Regions from separate parts of the Mus musculus genome. Here region 1 is linked to region 2. A link is a contact called in public Hi-C data. All regions are on one chromosome and are shown on one strand. Each heading gives the region's core, a stretch centred on a gene start, on an enhancer-like site or on the middle of the called end of the contact. The rest is flanking DNA. Distances are from core to core; before and after follow the strand shown.

Region 1 (5,108 bases), core at 1,320-3,819, 280 kb after region 2:
AAGAGAGGAGAGAGAGAGAGAGAGAAAGAGAGAGTGCTTGGAGGGGCAAGAGGGCTCTGGCAATGGTCCTGACAAGCGACAGGGCCTTAGACCAACTTCAGCCGATCGATCATCCAAGAGCAGGCAGGCCTGCTCCAACATCACATCCCTTCCAAGAGTAGGTTCCAAGCTCCAGTTGGTAAATTATTTACAATTTTTATTATTAGCCAGAAAAGGTGCCTGTTTTCTGGCTGACATTTAATGACTCTGAGTCTTGCCAACCTTAACTCTCACCTTCTGTCAGGTACAGGATACACGTGGCCAGCCCTGCTGAGTGCCTGACCCCTGGACCTTCCCACACACACTGCACCAATGTGGTGGCTGAGTGGCTCTGGGACCTGGCTCGTCACTGTCTCTCAGAGAGTCAGAGCCAGAATTTATTCGTTTGTTTGTTTATAGACAGGGTCTCGTTATGTAGCACTGATTAATTTGGAGTCTTTACGTAGACCAGGCTGGACTTGAACTTGTCGACAAACTGTCTTTGCCTGCTGATGTTGGAATTGCAATTGTGCACCACCACGCCCAGCTGAAGACAGAGTTAAGTCCACCATCGATTAGAGCCTGAGACCCACAGCTTACCCTCGATACGCTCACAAGAAGCCAACCCTTAAATTACATTTCTTCTTAGAGGGGCAGGGACCAGGGGCATGGTTCTGTGGACGGAGGCCCTTGCTATACCGTCGGAACACTGTTCAAGCACAGCGTCATGAGTGAGGAATTCTGAGTGCTTGTGAGAAGACTCATCTCAGTGTCTTCAAAACATAGAACTGTTCTTGGAATGTGTTTCTGTGCGCCCCTCCCCCCAGGCATAGCAGACAGGAATGAGTTTACTTCAGCTGTTGCTATTCATGTGCCTCTGTGGGAAAACATGCTTCAGTCACACGTGGCTTGTCCTGGTGATCACACACCTTATCACGATAATCTTCTGAACCTTAAGACTGTAAAGTGCCTGGTGCTCTGAGTAGTGTTAGCTGTTGCATAAGTCTTTAGTCCACCTCATTTTTAGGCTCCACTCTCCTAGACTTACACCACCAACTAGAGAGGTAAACTTCGTACAATCATGGAGACCTGAGTCCCATCCTTGGAAGCCACATGGTGGAAGTAGAGATCTAAGAACGGATCCCACGGGCTGTCTGCTGGCATCACTGTCGCATGCACCTCACATGTTACCTATAAAACAAATAAAGTTTTAAAATAAAAATAACAAGTAGGATTTCAACACAATCTGGGTGTGGTGGCACATGCCAACACTTGGGAGGTGAAAGCCAGAGGATCAGGGGTCCAAAGTCATCTTTGGCTACACAGAGAGTTCAAGGTTAACGTGACATACACAAGAAGATGTCTCCCAGCAAAATAAAATAAAATAAAGAAACAAACAGAAAACCGAAGGCTGGGGATGTAGCTCGGGAGAAGGACACTTGTGTAGCACATGTTGATCCCTAGGTTTAATCCTTTGTACTGCAAACATCGAGCAACTATTAAAACAGAGCCCATGTTCCCAGCCTGGAGATAGCTCCACGGTTAAGAACACCTTGCAGAGGACCAAGTTCAGCTCCCAACACCATGTCTGGTGATTCAGAGCCATGAGTAACCCCAGCTCAAGGAAACTGGCCTCCATGGGTACTTATGCTCACATGAACATACCCTTCCCACACACAACTAAGCAAATGCATTTCTAACAACCTAGATAAATAAATACATAAATATTATCTATAGACATATATAATTTCAACACCATTTTGATGGGCACCTTGATAATGTGGTAGAGTTACTGCGTTACAATGTTCTTAGGAAAATAAACGATCAGTCTGTCACTTTATTGTTATTGAATCTCACTGTAGCCCAGGCTGGCCTCAAAACTCTCAATAATCATCCTGTCTTCATGTTGGGAGAGCTGGGATTACAGGCATGAGCCACCGCACCCAGCAACTACCAGGAAGAAGTCTGTTCATGGGGCTTTGGAACTGTGATAGGATTGACGTAAGTGTTCCGTCTAGAGTACAGGCGGGTACAGAACGAGCTTTCAGAAGTCAGAGCGGCTAAGCTGGATCCTGCCCCACCTTTATTAGCTGTGTGCCTCTGAGCAAGTTCCGCATCCTCTCTGTGGCTGTTCCTTGAACTAAATGGAGAGGGATAATAATAAATGGCTGATAGAAAACAGTGCACTTCTTGGTACTATTGTGTGTGTGTGTGTGTGTGTGTGTGTGTGTATGTGTCCCCAGTTCACAAATAGGTACTCTGAAAACACAAAGCTGTTGAGTCCTTAGTAAAAGAAAATGTAAGGTGAGTTTGATTCAGCTGAGACATAACAGCTTGAGAACCCCAAGCTGGGCTAATTCTGGAGACGGAAGCCCCAGGTCTGGATTTTTGAGTTGTAAGCTTGGCACACTTAGGAACTGCGGCTCTGGAACATTGGACACAGTAGGCTGGGAGTTGGATGGAGGAAGAGATTAAATAGAGCCAGAATAGTGAGTCTGACCTCACTTACTCTGACAGTGACCCTTTGTATGGACACAGTTGGGTGACGTACAAAGCTGGGGCGTTGTCAGCAGAGAGCCGGTTCAGATGAGGAGAGAAGGAAAAGGTAAGGCAAACGTGGTGGAGCCTGTTCAGCGCCTGCGCAGTCTTGGTCTCCCTCTCTGAGCCATGTGACCCTTGGGCTAGGTACAGCTGCAGCAGCAGCAGCAGCAGCAGCAGCAGCAGCCTCAGCAGCAGACAGCTAGCAAATAAACCCTCGAGCAATGGGTGCAGGATGGGGATGATGGCTCAGTGGGTTAAAGTGCTTGTTTCATAAGTGTGAGGACTTCAGATGCCCCGAACTCAAGGGCAGCTGGATTCGTGGCAGTCTGTAACCTCAGTGCCCCCGTGATGAGATAGGAAACAGAGACAGGAGAAATCTCAGAGGCTCTCGGGGCAGCTTCCCTGGCATGCACATCACTGAACAGTAAAAGATACCGACTCACACACAGACACAGACACAGACACACAGACACACAGACACAGACACAGACACAGACACAGACACACACACACACACACACACACTCTCTCTCTCTCTCTCTCTCTTTAAACAAATGAATGAAAAAGGAAGCTTTCAGTGTAAACAAAGTCTCAGAGGAAAGGCTGAAGAGCCAACTCAGCGGGGAGCTGTTCACACTTAACCTGAAGTGAGGAACTTGGAAACACCTTGGGAAGAACATGGAAGTGTCTTCCAGGCTAAGAGAACAACCATTGGGACCAAAAATGAGCATGTTTGTCCAAAGCTGGTAAAAATATCAAAGGATGGGAACATGAGCACACAAGAGTGACCCAGGATGTCCTCAAAAGTTAGATGGGAGTAAGGGGTAGGGGGATGAGGTGGCTCAGTGTATAAAGGTGCTTGCCACCAAGACTCATGTCATGTCCTGGTATGAACTCCCACAAGTTGTCCTCTGAGCTCTACAATTGACCAACTCTGTGTGTGTGTGCATGTGTGTGTACATGCACATGTGCGTTCGATGCTTCTGGAGTCTAGAAGAGCTTGATGAATCCCCTGGAGTTGGAGTTACAGTGGTTGTAAGCCACCTGACATGGGTGCTAGAAATGAAGTTCCAGTCCTCTGCAAGAACAGGGTACTCTCAGCCTCTGAACCATCTCTCCAGCTCCTGTCAAAGCCTTTCTTACTGGGATCAAGCTTATGGTAGGCCAGATTCCAGTTCTCATGGTGAGAACCAAAGCTTAGAAGGGAAGAGATTCGTGGCAGTGTGCAGCTGTAAACCCTGCACTTAGGAACTAGAGACCAGAAGGGGCCAACCTTGGCTACATACAGAGTGCAATCCTAGCCTGGGCTATCTGAGACTGTCTCAAATAACCAAAAACACCAGCAAAAACCAAGAAAGGAGCCAAGTGGTAGTGGCACACACCTTTAATCCCAGCACCTGGAAGGCAGAGGTAGGTGAGTCTGGTCTACAGAGTGAGCTCAGGACAGCCAAAGCTACACTGAGAAACTCTGCCTTGAAATGCCAAAAAAGAAAACAAAGAAAAAGAAAGAAGGAAAGAAGGAAGGAAGGAAAGAAAGAAAGAAAGACAGACAGACAGACAGACCAAGAAGGAAAGAAAAGGAAAAATCACCTTTTCCTCCCCCATGGCACTCAGAGCAACAGTCAGGTGCTCTGTCTTACCTGGAACTCTGAATCATGAGGGTGTACCTTAGAGAGGCAGCATCATTTAAAAGTGATTAGGATAACTGTTGTAGAGTCTGGAGTGCAAAGAGATGAGTGTTCACAAGCAGCAGAGTCCACATACAATGACCAACATCTGGATGGTGAAAGGGTGGGTCCCTTAGCAAGCCATTTTGGAGTTTGCTGCTGACGCCATCCTGAGCTTCCTTCCTAGCCTTCCTTCTTGTTCTCTGAGTTCCTGAGTCACCTATTAAGTAAATTCTTCTTCCATTGAAAAGTTTGCCACTGTTGTTTTCTGTGGTTTGAAAACAGCATCTTGACTAATACAGCAGGAACATGAGTCACAGTTTCAAAAGATACGTCTGTTAAGATAGGAGTGCTGGCCCGCAGGCTGAGCCATCTGAGGGCAGAGACTGGCTGAGCATCTGAGGCCAGCCTGGGCTAAATAGTGAAAGGGACCCTATCCGCCCATTGACATGTCTCTGTGTGCTGCCACAGGGATCCCCCAGTGACCACACTGGGTGGGGGCTCAGATCAGTGCCTCTTCAGGGCTCATCAGAGAAACTTTCTCTTACAGTGCTTAACACTGAGACCTACCATGTGCAGAGAGTGAGAGACTCTGGACCACCCAGTCCTCAGTGGGGCATTGTTATCAACCCCCACTTCTACCCCCTCCCCCCCAAGGCTCAGGGATCTATGTGGAAGAGGAGGCAGAAAGATTGTTGGAGCCAGAGGTGATGGAGGACCCCAAGGAAGCAGTGTCATTGGCACACAGCAGGGCTGATGCATATGTGCACTGACAGAGACTATGGTGGCATGCACAGGACCTGCACAGGTTCAAGCCTGACTGAGAGGAAGAGGTAGACATGAGCTCCCACCCCTAATTAAGAAGCTACTTACACTAGCTAC
Region 2 (5,296 bases), core at 2,697-5,196:
TATGCTAGATAAGTGCTCTAACCACTGAGTACACTCTCTCCTACAAGTCCTATTATCCAGAATGTGACTAATTAGTAAATAGAACCTTTAAAGGATTCATGTTAAATTGAGCTAATGGGGGGGGGGCTGGAGAGATGGCTCAGCTCTTAAGAGCACTGACTGCTCTTCCAGGGATCCTGAGTTCAATTCCCAGTAACCACATGGTGGCTCACAACCATCTGTAATGGGATACAATGCCCTCTTCTGGTGGGTCTGAAGGGAGCGACAGTGCACTCACATACATTAAATAAATAAATCTTTTTTAAAAATTGAGCTAATGAACTCTGTTAATATAATAACTTCTGTTTTTAAAAAAAAATGAGGATATGGTGATGACCATATAAGTGAATTAGCACACCCTAGAGTCATCCGAGAGAGAGGAACCTCAGTGGAGACCATGTCTCCCTAGGGTCCATCTGCTCATTGATGGAGGAGGGTCCAGCCCATGGTGGCTGCTGCCATCCCTGGGCTGGTGGTCCTGGGTTCTGTAAGAAGGCAGATGACCAAGCCGTGTGAGGCAGGTCAGCGAGCAGCAGCCCTCCATGGCCTCTGCATCTGCTCCTGCCTCCAGGTTCCTGCCCTGTGTGAGTTCCTGTTTCAATTTCCTCTCTTGGTAAACACCAATGTGGAAATGTAAGCCAAATTAACCCTTTCCTCCCCGGCTTGCTTTTGTTTTTGTTTTCGTTTTTTAAAAGATTTATTTATTTTATGTATATGAGTACACTGTAGTCGTCTTCAGACACACCAGAAAAGGGCATCAGATCCCATTACAGATGGTTATAAGCCATCCTGTGGGTGCTGGAAATTGAACTCGGGACCTCTGGCAGAACAGTCAGTGCTCTTAAGAGCTGAGCCGTCTCTCCAACCCCACCCCCACCCCCAACCCCACTTACTTTTGGTCAAGGTGTTTCATCGAAGCAACAGAAACCCTAAGACAGATACTATCTTAGACAGATATAGGCAAGATTCTGTAAAAATGCAGGGAGAAGATTGCATCTAAAGCCAAGGAGGGAGACATAAGAAAAATCAATGCTACCAACACCTTGATTTTAGATTTAAACCCTCTAGAGCTACAAGAAAGTAAATTTCTGCGGTTTAAGCCACTGCTTTTTATTTTGCCAGTTGGAGGCCTCACTTGGTGTAGCCCACGTTGGCCTGGAACCCACTTACTATGTGGCCGTATACCTGCTTTAATCCTCCTCCTTCAACCTCCGAGTGATGACAGGTGCTGGGACATCTACTTCAGAGTTTTTGCTTGTTTAGGTTTTTGTTTTGTTTTGTTTTGTTTTTTGAGTTTTGGGTTTTTTTTTTTTTTTTTTTTTTTGAGTTTTTTCGAGACAGGGTTTCTCTGTGTAGCTCTGGCTGTCCTGGAGCTAGCTCACTCAGTAGACCAGGCTGGCCTGGAACTCAGAAATCGTCCTGTCTCTGCCTCCCGAGTGCTGGGATTAAAGGCATGCGCCATCACGCCCAGCTGCTTGTTTGTTTTAAACAGGGCTCACTAAGTAGTGATAATTGACCAGGATCTTGTTATGTAGACCAGGCTGGCCTAGAACTCAGAGACTGTCCTGCCTCTACTTCCCAAGTGCTGGGATTAAAGACATGTGCCACCACACTAGGCTGCAGCTGAGGTGGTTGTTTTTGTTGTTCTTGAATAAAAAGATAAATAAATAAAAAAGGAAAGGACATGACCGTTCCTAGGTGTGGTGGAGAAGTTTATTATAGACTTGTGGCATAGGTAGAGGCAGGGACATCTGGGAGAGTCCATAATTGACATGACCAGGCTGAGTGCAGGCCATGTGTGGACAGGTGGGGGGTGCGGGGCGGGGGGTGGGCATAGGGGAAAGAGGGACCCTAGGTGCAGTAGCCAGGAGGCCAAAGAAACAAAAAAGGTAATCAAAATGGCTGGACTATATAGGGAAGAGCTTTTGGGGGAAGGGCAGCCCAACCACTGGGCTCGAGAGTTCAAGGTAGAAGGTGGGGTATTCGAGCCAAACTCTGTAACAGATAGGGACTGAAGGATGCTGGGAGAACCTGGCTGCCAGGTCTGATTCGATATATTAAATAGGTACCTAGTCATTGGTCCTGGGTTTGAAACTTAGCAGTTGTTAGTAATAAAATCTTAACAATGATTCTTCCAGTGTTCTAGAAGTCCTTTATATTAGCCACTTTTACAGAGTTTGATCAAAATCAAGCTGGGTTGTGGCAGATACCTGTAACCTCAGCTCTTAGATGGAGGCAGGAAGACTCAGAATTCTGCTATGTGATGAGTTTGAAGCCAGCCTGGACTACGAGGTACCCTGCCTCAGACACAGACAGACAGACAGACAGACCCAAGACAGACAGACAGACAGACAGACAGACAGACAGACACACACACACACACACACACACACACACACACACACACACACACACGACTCTCACCTGAACCTCAGAACCAGTTTAAGGAGAAAGGGTTTGCTTTCCCAGTTTGACGCCCAGTTTGGAAGGAAGGTTCCGTGGTCTCTTAGCTGAATGTTTCTGAGTGCAGCTGGAGGAGGGGCACCGGTGGCAGGGCATGGTGAGGAGACTGTTCACTTCATGGTGGACAAGAAACAAATAGACAAGAGGTCTGGGGCAAGATACAACCAAGAGTACACCGTAAGTTACTTCTTCTGCCAGGTCCCACATTCTAAAGCTTCCAGAACCCCCCAAAGCAGCACCGTCGGCTGGGTGTCCACCCCCTAAGCACAGCACTTTGGGGGAAAACACTTCAGATATAAACTATAATGTCCCATCACTTCTCCTCAAAATATACCTGCCAAGCCAGGCATCGTGGCACAGGACAGCAACCCCACCCCTGAAGAAGCTGAGTTTAGAAGTTTGAGACCAGCATGGGCTATGTAAGAATGACCGGCCTCAAAGTTAAAACAAAACCAAATCTGCAACCTAAGAAACACAAACACAGGCACACACACTCACACACACATGCACACAGACACACACACACACTCACAGACAAACACACTCACATATGTATGTGCACACACACACATGCATGGATGTATATACTCTCTGAAACACACACATGTACACACTTGTGTGTGCATGCACATGAGCCTAGATGCACATGAATGCACACACACACACACACACACACACACACACGCCGCATACACTGTTCCCTCACACACTCACACAAACACACTCTCCTTATCTCCAGTTAGCATGGAAACAGGCATAACTGAGTATCGTCTCTTGGGACTGAGCCCTTTGGCTGGCTCTGTCAGGCAGGCGCTTTGCCACTTAAGTCGTGGTAATTTCTGTTTGTAAGTCACCCTAACAGGTCACCCGAAATCTCAGTGAAGCTGAGGGAATACCACAGTGTTCTCCTGTGGCTTACAAAAGTGCCAGCTGCTAGCCAAAGCTCCCCTACCCACCCACCCATGCCAACCTCCACACAGGCCTGCTTTTCCTCAGCATGGCAGCTGCATTTCCCAGACAGCTTGTTTATGAGAGACCTGGAAATCACAGGTCAACCTTCTGTTGGTTCCACAGCCTGGCTCTCTCATAAGTGTAGGAGACTGCATGAATACCTGGTGTAAAAATGACTACTGAATGGCTCCATCCCCATACCGAGACTATTTGGGACTTTTCGATCCATAGAGTGACACCAGATTGTTGGCCCTAACTGTAGGAGCCGTTTCTGTCTAGATAATTGATTTCAGCTGCAGCAGGGTATTGGCCACCATGGAATGTAGGTGGCCTCTTCAAGTCACTGGTCATTTCCTCTTTCCTCCTTCCTCTTTCCACTCCCTCCCTTCGTCCCCCTTTCTCCCTTCCTCTTTCCCTCCCTCTCTCCTCTCCTTCCCCTTCCCTTTCTCCTCCCTACGGGGTGAAAGCCAGAGCATTACATAATCTCAGCCGATACTGCCCTCCCTCTGCTATGCCCTCACCCCTTCCCATAGTTCCCTAGTCTAATTCTATCTTGGAAAACAGGTCAGATGAAACTCAGAGACGTAGAAACAAAGTCACGACATGGTTAAGTTGTTTGCTTGGGTTCATGATTACAGGTGGCAGAGAACTGATCTCAGCATCCAGGGCAATGACCCCAGAGGGCTCCTTTCACAAGGCCGCCCTGGTTTTCTTTGTCTATTGGCAATAAACTTGAAGTGCTTGCGGACATCTTTTAGGGAGGCCATGAACGCTATGGGTTGTCTTTTTTGAAATCGATACTCGAGGTTCTGATAATCTAATCAGATAAGTAAGAATGACTCTTCTCAAAGCCTACCACAGGTCATGGCTCCTTTTCATGATATTTCTGCTCTGTTTGACTGTCTTGTTTTGTTTCTGAGACAGATCTCGATGTGACCTTTCTGCCCCCACCTCCCTATGCAGAACTGCAGTCCCGTGTCCACAGCCTCAGCTTCGTTTTCTCTTTCTTTTTCTTTGCAGAATTTCACGCTGCTTTTCCCAAACACAGACTTTGACTCTGCTCCTGCCTAAGCTTAGAATTGAAAAGTAGATTCTTTCAGGAAAGTCAAAGTAAGGCAAAGCACCGCTTTATGTGTTGATGAGCCTTCTCCTTTCTGAGTTCCACTGCCAGCGGGGCAGCCAGGGCCACACTGGGTCACAGGTACCCCTGGGGAAAGCAGGGAGTTTCTAGCTCCCAGTAAGGAGCAGGGAAGGTTTAGAGCAACACACAGCCCTGTTCCACTCAACTCTTTCCGTGAGAATGAACCAAAGACGAGAGGGTTATGGCTTTGGTATTCTGTCACTTAAACCCATACTATTGGGGTAGACCCCGTACAGATGTGACTTAATAATTTCTTTGGGGGTAAAGATGCCTTTGTCCCTTGTACCAACCCACATTTCCATGGGATCGTGACCTAGGGTTTAGAGTGTAACTTTCTCCCACTTGTAGCTCTTTTGAGGAGCGTCTCTCGGCAGAGGTCATGAGTCCACTGGACTTGCTTGCAGAACTTACTGATTCTTGGGTCACTCTGAGCAGGGCAAAGGGGACTGGGTAGATCCATGAACTTGGTTGATGGACTGGCTGTGTCTGGAGTGTCTCTGTCTAGACTTGTGCTTTCTAATCAAGTGGCACACGCCTATGCCTTTCTGCTGCGTGTTTTTCTTACCATTAGACTGACCTCCTTACAGTGAGCTTTCTGTAACTGAGCACCCAAATAATTAGATCTAAGGCAGAACTCTGAGAACATTGGGGACCAGAGCTCTGTGAACATCCAATCCCGGGTGGATTTTCCTTGCAGAATAG

The links. Hi-C and Micro-C count contacts between places; a contact is called where the count stands out from the background.
Region 1: a contact with region 2 is called in a Hi-C map of liver, with 1.7 times the contacts expected there. The contact joins two enhancer-like sites. A contact is called at or near these places in 1 of 39 promoter capture datasets (liver), 2 of 484 Hi-C or Micro-C datasets (both in liver), 3 of 115 datasets of contacts at active chromatin or transcription factors (craniofacial prominence, extraembryonic endoderm stem cells and intestinal villus epithelium) and 3 of 9 other capture datasets (adipose tissue, embryonic stem cells and liver).

The regions. Positions count from the first base shown.
Region 1 is chr15:38,568,307-38,573,414 of GRCm38.p6, forward strand. The region is part of intron 2 of 2310043O21Rik (RIKEN cDNA 2310043O21 gene); the gene reads right to left. Gm41309 (a long non-coding RNA gene) reads right to left here. Exons shown (of 3, transcript XR_875194.2): 3 at 226-1,209. Among named protein-coding and RNA genes, the nearest start is that of 2310043O21Rik, 24 kb to the right of the region's middle. Within about 2 kb of position 2,570, at least 34 of the 459 cell types and tissues checked have an H3K27ac peak or open chromatin away from gene starts, as enhancers often do. A contact at or near this core is called in liver, where this site is marked.
Region 2 is chr15:38,285,290-38,290,585 of GRCm38.p6, forward strand. No RefSeq gene overlaps it. Among named protein-coding and RNA genes, the nearest start is that of Gm35248, 11 kb to the right of the region's middle. Within about 2 kb of position 3,947, at least 50 of the 459 cell types and tissues checked have an H3K27ac peak or open chromatin away from gene starts, as enhancers often do. A contact at or near this core is called in liver, where this site is marked.